2 separate regions of the Mus musculus genome follow, and region 1 is linked to region 2. A link is a contact called in public Hi-C data. All regions are on one chromosome and are shown on one strand. Each heading gives the region's core, a stretch centred on a gene start, on an enhancer-like site or on the middle of the called end of the contact. The rest is flanking DNA. Distances are from core to core; before and after follow the strand shown. Region 1 has its middle 64 kb from the start of AU015836. Region 2 has its middle 65 kb from the start of Pdk3.

Region 1 (3,244 bases), core at 203-2,702, 140 kb before region 2:
GAGATCTGACGCCCTCTTCTGGGGTGTCTGAAGACAGCTACAGTGTACTTAGATATAATAACAAATAAATCTTAAAAAAAAAAAAAAGGAAAAGTAAGCAGGCTGAGCAAACCATGGGAAGTAAGCCAGTAAGCAGCATCCCTCCATGGCCTCTGCATCAGCTCCTGCCTCCAGGTTCCTACACTGTTTCAGTGCCTGTCCTGACTTCCTTCAGTGATGAACAGTGCTGTGGAAGTGTAAGCCAAATTAACCCTTTCCTCTCCAACTTGCTTTGGTCATGGTGGTTTGTTACAGAAAATTTGAGGCCAGCCTACAAGACACTGTCTAAAACAAAACAAAAACCTTAGACGAAATGATACTGATGTTATCTATCTAGAGCCAGAGAAATTCACCTTAAGTGTGGTAGCATATACTTGCAATTTCGGCTACTTAGAAAGTTCAGAAAGGAACACTGTGAGTTTGAGGCCACCCTGGGTAGTATAGTGAGACCCTGTCATCTTTTTCAAAAGATAGGGATTCACTATGTATACCTGGCTGTCCTGGAAATCACTATGTAGAAAAGGCTGGCCTTAAATTCACAGACACCTTCCTGCCTCTGCCTTCTGAGTGTCAGGATTAAAGGAATGAGCCACCATGCCCAGCTCTTGTCACACAACAACAACAACAACGACAACAACAACAGAAATTCAAATTAAATAAACTTTAAAAGGAAATTTTAGGACTAGTCAGGTGGTTTCAGGGGTTAAGAGCACTGGCTGGTCTCCAGAGGACATGGGTTCAAGGCTCAGCACCTGCAGCTCCATGGGCTCTAACGTCCTCTGCTGGTCTTTACAGACACTACATGCACATGGCACATAACACATAAAGGCAAAAAATAAAGATACACAATGAAAACAGATAAACCTTTAAATAAGAGAAAAAGTGATTTTATTTTGGAGATTATAACCTAAAAGAAATAACTACTCCAGCTTATCATACAGAAATATTCCCTATGCTATTAGTTATGACTAGTGAAAACTGGAAATAGCTTAAGCATATAAAACAAGAAATAACCAATTTGGGATATGATAACAAACTTGTAAGATTTTCTGAGATGCTATTACTTCCAAATATTGGCATTATCTGCATCATCTGCCTGGTAGCCTGATAACCTGAGTGTGACTCCTGTGACCCATGTGGTGTACGAAGAAAACAGATTCCAGCAAGTTGTCTTCTGATACACACACACACACACATTTTAAAAGCTCCAATTATACTGCTTATAACAGTGTAAAATTTAGTATTTGCATTCCAAAGCTCGTAAACTTTCTTCTCAGTTTGGTTTGTAAAGTTTTTTAGAAGAGAAAAATATAAGGAAATTGGTTTCCCTTTCATTTTAACAGGTTTCGTCTATCTTGCAGCAAGTGGACGAGCTTCCCCAATAGGTGGCAGTACGGGATAAGAGCAGGTAGAAAGTTAGCCAGGCAGCGCCTCGAAGCCCTGCTTCACAAACATTCGCCGGAATTGTAATGATCTTGCTAAAACAAAGCCTGTTGGGCCCTGCATTCAGAGTTTTTGAGTTAGGAAGTGTCTTAGCCTGTTTGTGCTGCTATAACAAAATACCCGACAGTGGGTAATTCAAAGAGAAGTGACGAAAACGAGGCCCAGTAAATGAACTGAGCAAAGGTCATGTGAACGTACAGAGACTGAAGCAGCAAGCACAGGCTCCTCTGCCTATATATCATGGCTTCCAGTTGTTGTTGTTGTTTTTGAAATTCCTAAGTGTGTGAATGAGTGGGTCTGATGTGTGTGTGTGTGTGTGTGTGTGAGAGAGAGAGAGAGAGAGAGAGAGAGAGAGAGAGAGAGAGAGAATTCATGTTGTAGGTCAGAAGACAACTTTGTGGAATCGATTCTCTTCTACCACCTTTTGTAGGTTCTGGAGATAAAACTCAGGTTGCCAGCAAGTGCTTTTACCAATTTCCCTGTCACCCCATCCATTTTTGAGACAGGGTCTTGAACTTGTGATTGTCTTGCCTCAGTCTCCCAAGTGGTGCGATTATAGGCACATACCACCATGCCTGACCTTTATGTGAATTTGTGAGAGAGCATATTCAAATCATAACAGTGGGTTTTGGATCGGACTACCTTCCCAGGTGAAACTGATGCCATGAGGTGGGGGCACCCTTGAAAGGCACACTTCATGGAGAACATAGGATGTCTCTCTTTCCTCATTGCACCATCACACTGCCATTCTCACCCCAAGTCTGTTTGTTTTTGAGACAGTGTCTCTCTACATAGCCCTGGCTATCCTGGAACTCACTATATAGACTAGGGTGGCCTTCAACTCAGAGGTCTGCCTGCCTCTGCCTCCTGAGTGCTGGGATTAAAGGCACAAACCATTTCTGACATACTGCTTTCGCTGGTTTTGTGTGTCAACCTGACATAAGTTAGAACCATCAGAGAGGAAGGAGCCTCCATTGAGGAAATGCTGTTGAGCCAAATGAGATCCAGCTGTCAGGCATTTTCTCAATTATTGATCAACAAGGGAGGTCCCTGCCCATGGTGGGTGTTATCTACCTGGGCTGGTGTTCTCAGATTGTATAAGAGAGCAGGCTGAGCAAGCCATGAGGAGCAAGCCAGTAAGTTGCACTCCTCCATGGCCTCTGTACTAGCTTCTGCCTCCAGGTTCCTGCTCTGAGTTCCTGCCCTGACTTCCTTCAGTAATGAACTCCAATGTGGAAGTGTAAGCAAAATAAGCCCTTTCCTCCCTAACTTGCTTTTTTGGTCATGGTGTTTTGTCACAGCAATAGAAACCCTGACTAAGACACATACTCATCCCGTTTTGATAGAGGAGCTAGAACAGCCATTCAGAGACTGGGGCACTTTTTATGGTTCGAATCTGAGCTGTTCCTTCACATGTGAACACTTGCTCCTCAGTTGATGGCACTGTTTTGGAAAGCTATGGACACTTTAGAGGTAGAACCCAGCTGGCAAAGTCATTAGAGGTGGGACTTTGAAGGTTATAGTCTTTCCTGGTTCTGCCCTGTGTTCTTGGCTACCTGGTCCTGGCCATAAAAACAGCTTTCTCTGCTTCATTCTCTTTTTGTTTTTAAATATTTATTTATTGCATCTAAATACACTGTAGCTGTCTTCAGACACACCAGAAGAGGGCATCAGATCCCATTATAGATGGATGTTAGCCACCATGTGGTTGCTGGGATTTGAACTCAGGACCTCTGGAAGAGCAGTCACTGCTCTTAACTGC
Region 2 (3,226 bases), core at 90-2,589:
GTTATGAGATACCTTCAGAACTTGGTTTCAGAGTTCTTCAGAATATTTTCATCATATAAACCTGAAACTATTAATCCAACTTACAACTTCCTGTTTCTTTCTCTCTCAACCTCTGGCTGCCACCATTCTACCTTCAGTCTCCAGGAATCTGAACACTTTAGCCACCCAATGTTGTAACATGGCCCTAGACCTTAGTAGGCCCAAGATTTTAGCACAAGTGACTCCATGATGGAACTCCCATTCAGGCTGCAAAACTCAGCATGTAGACAGCACCACCTGCCCAAACTAAAACACAGGCCTAATTCATCCAAGTTTATACTTCTGAGAACATCTCTAAACGTACTAATCTTGCCTTTTCACTTCTGTAATTCTGCTTCCAGCTAGCTTCTCTTGTTCATTGCAGTATGTCAACCTGGGACATGATTTTTGTGCTTAGAAGCTCACTCTGAGAAAGGTTCAGAGCTACACTGGGATCCTGAACACCCAGTATAATCACTGACCAGCAAATACAGACTTTCTATTGGCTAAAGCCCATATCCAGGAGCAGTCTTCTCTGGTGGATACCCCAGAACAATGTAAGTGGAATCGTGTAGTTTGTCTTTCAGCAGCTGGCTTATTTTCCTCAGCACACTTCGTCCATGCTGTGGCACATGCCAGCCTCCTGTTCTTTCTCAAGGCTGCTTAGTATTCCTTCACGTCCGTCCACACACTGTTGCGATCAGGCCATGCCCTACTCCAAGTTCCTGCACATTTTATAAGCAACTTTTGACTTCATTTCAAGGGAGAAAGAAGGATGACTGTGGCCCTTGAAGGACCATCAACTGCGTTATGTGTCAAGCTGCACCCGCCCAGCACAAACTCACAAATGACTTCTTCTCGGGAAATAAAAAGGGAGCCACCTTATACATTTATTAGGAAAACCTAATCCCTGAGAGATGTGGACATCTTAAAATCATATCAGAAAAGCTAGGCCCAAGAATTTATCAGACATGTTGGGTGAAGGAAAGGGTATAACGTTCTTGCCTGGACTCTGAAGTGAGGGACACAAAACACTGCCATGTCACTGCCCCACACAAACTATTATCTGATGTATATTGTGTGTGTCAAGGAGTGACAACTCCCTGACTTGCACACATCTTCCTTGATGGAGCCCACGGGACTGCCTGCTTTTCCATTCCAAATGATGGAGCTGCTTTCCAGTCTGGACCTGGACCTGACCTATTGGCTCCTGCTTCTAACACAGTTTGGTCTTTTTTTCTTGAAGCTGAATTCAGCAGCTTCATGCTCAAACCTGAGTAGAGCAGCTCCCTCTCAGAACTACTCGGGTGAATTATCTTATCTACACAGACTCTTTATCAGCAGCTTTCTGAAGTCTCTTCAGCTCTGTTGCAGCCTTTATAACTTGTACTCATTCTGTAATGCACACACACACACACACACACACACACACACACACACACACGTTTACTGTTTGTGGTGTGCTGTGCAAGGTAAGAAATAACATTGGTAATTAAGAGTGGAATAAATAAAGACCTTGGATTTGCCTAGGCCAAGCTACCAAGTTTGGCAGGCTTTGTGGCAAAATGCTGTCACTAGTGGAAACATGATAGTTTTATGTCAGCTTGACAGAAGCTTACATCATCTGAGAGGATGGAACCTCAATTAAATGCCTCCAGAAGATGGGGCTATAAGCAAGCCTGTGAAACATTTTAAAAATGTATTCATTTTCCTTCTTTCTTTCTTTCTTTCTTTCTTTCTTTCTTTCTTTCTTTCTTTCTTTCTTTCTTCCTTTTCCTTTTCTTTTTTCTTTTTTTTCTTTCTTTTTTTTTTTTTTTTTTTTTTTTTGCTTTTCAAGACAAGGTTTCTGGCTGTCCTGGAACTCGCTCTGTAGACTTCAGTGATTCCTGAGTGCTGGGATTTAAGGCATGTGCCACCACACCCTTCAGTTTTATACATACAGTAAGGCATTTTCTTTCTTTTTTAAAAAAAAAGATCTATTTATTTTATGTATATGAGTACACTGTTGCTGTCTTCAGACACACCAGAAGAGGGAGTTGGATCCCATTACAGATGGTTGTGTGTGGTTGCTGGGAATTGAACTCAGGACCTCTGGAAGAGCAGTTGGTGCTCTTAACCACTGAGCCATCTCTCCAGCCCCGTAAGGCAGTTTCTTTCTCTCTTTTTTTTTAAATATTTTTTATTATTATGTGTTTTCCTCAATTACATTTCCAATGCTATCCCAAAAGTCCCCCACACCCTCCCCCCCACTTCCCTACCCACCCATTCCCATTTTTTGGCCCTGGCATTCCCCTGTACTGGGGCATATAAAGTTTGCGTGTCCAATGGGCCTCTCTTTCAAGTGATGGCCGACTAGGCCATCTTTTGATACATATGCAGCTAGAGTCAAGAGCTCCAGGTACTGGTTAGTTCATAATGTTGTTGCACCTACAGGGTTGCAGATCTCTTTAGCTCCTTGGATATGTTCTCTACCTCCTCCATTGGGGGCCCTGTGTTTCATCCAATGGCTGACTGTGAGCATCCAGTTATGTGTTTGCTAGGCCCCGGCCTAGTCTCACAGAGACAGCTATATCAGGGTCCTTTCAGCCAACGCTTGCTAGTGTATGCAATGGTGTCATCGTTTGGAGGCTAATTATGGGATGGATCCCTGGATATGGCAGTCTCTAGATGGTCCATCCTTTTGTCTCAGCTCCAAACTTTGTCTCTGTAACTCTTTCCATGGGTGATTGTTTCCAATTCTAAGAAGGGGCAAAGTGTCCACACTTTGGTCTTTGTTCTTCTTCAGTTTCATGTGTTTTGCAAATTGTATCTTATATCTTGGGTATACTAAGTTTCTGGGCTAATATCCACTTATCAGTGAATACATATCATTTGAGTTCTTTTGTGATTGTGTTACCTCACTCAAGATGATGCCCTCCAGGTCCATCCATTTGCCTAGGAATTTCATAAATTCATTCTTTTTAATAGCTGAGTAGTACTCCATTGTGTAAATGTACCACATTTTTTGTATCCATTCCTCTGTTGAGGGGCATCTGGGTTCTTTCCAGCTTCTGGCTATTATAAATAAGGCTGCTATGAACATAGTGGAGCATGTGTCCTTCTTACCGGTTGGGACATCTTCTGGATATATGCCCAGGAGAGGTATTGCAGGATCCTCTGGTAGTACTATGTCCAATTTTCTAAGGAACAGCCAGACTGATTTCCAGAG

Evidence for each region. A called contact is a pair of places that touch in the nucleus more often than the background predicts.
Region 1: a contact with region 2 is called in a Hi-C map of the G1E-ER4 cell line, with 5 times the contacts expected there. The contact joins two enhancer-like sites. A contact is called at or near these places in 9 of 39 promoter capture datasets (the 3T3-L1 cell line, 3T3-L1-derived adipocytes, the C10 cell line and 4 more), 1 of 15 datasets of contacts at CTCF or cohesin (pro-B cells), 26 of 484 Hi-C or Micro-C datasets (B cells, the G1E-ER4 cell line, LSK cells and 15 more) and 1 of 115 datasets of contacts at active chromatin or transcription factors (embryonic stem cells).

What each region holds. Positions count from the first base shown.
Region 1 is chrX:94,031,334-94,034,577 of GRCm38.p6, reverse strand. No RefSeq gene overlaps it. Among named protein-coding and RNA genes, the nearest start is that of AU015836, 64 kb to the right of the region's middle. Within about 2 kb of position 1,452, at least 8 of the 459 cell types and tissues checked have an H3K27ac peak or open chromatin away from gene starts, as enhancers often do. A contact at or near this core is called in the G1E-ER4 cell line, where this site is marked.
Region 2 is chrX:93,895,459-93,898,684 of GRCm38.p6, reverse strand. No RefSeq gene overlaps it. Among named protein-coding and RNA genes, the nearest start is that of Pdk3, 65 kb to the right of the region's middle. Within about 2 kb of position 1,339, at least 6 of the 459 cell types and tissues checked have an H3K27ac peak or open chromatin away from gene starts, as enhancers often do. A contact at or near this core is called in the G1E-ER4 cell line, where this site is marked.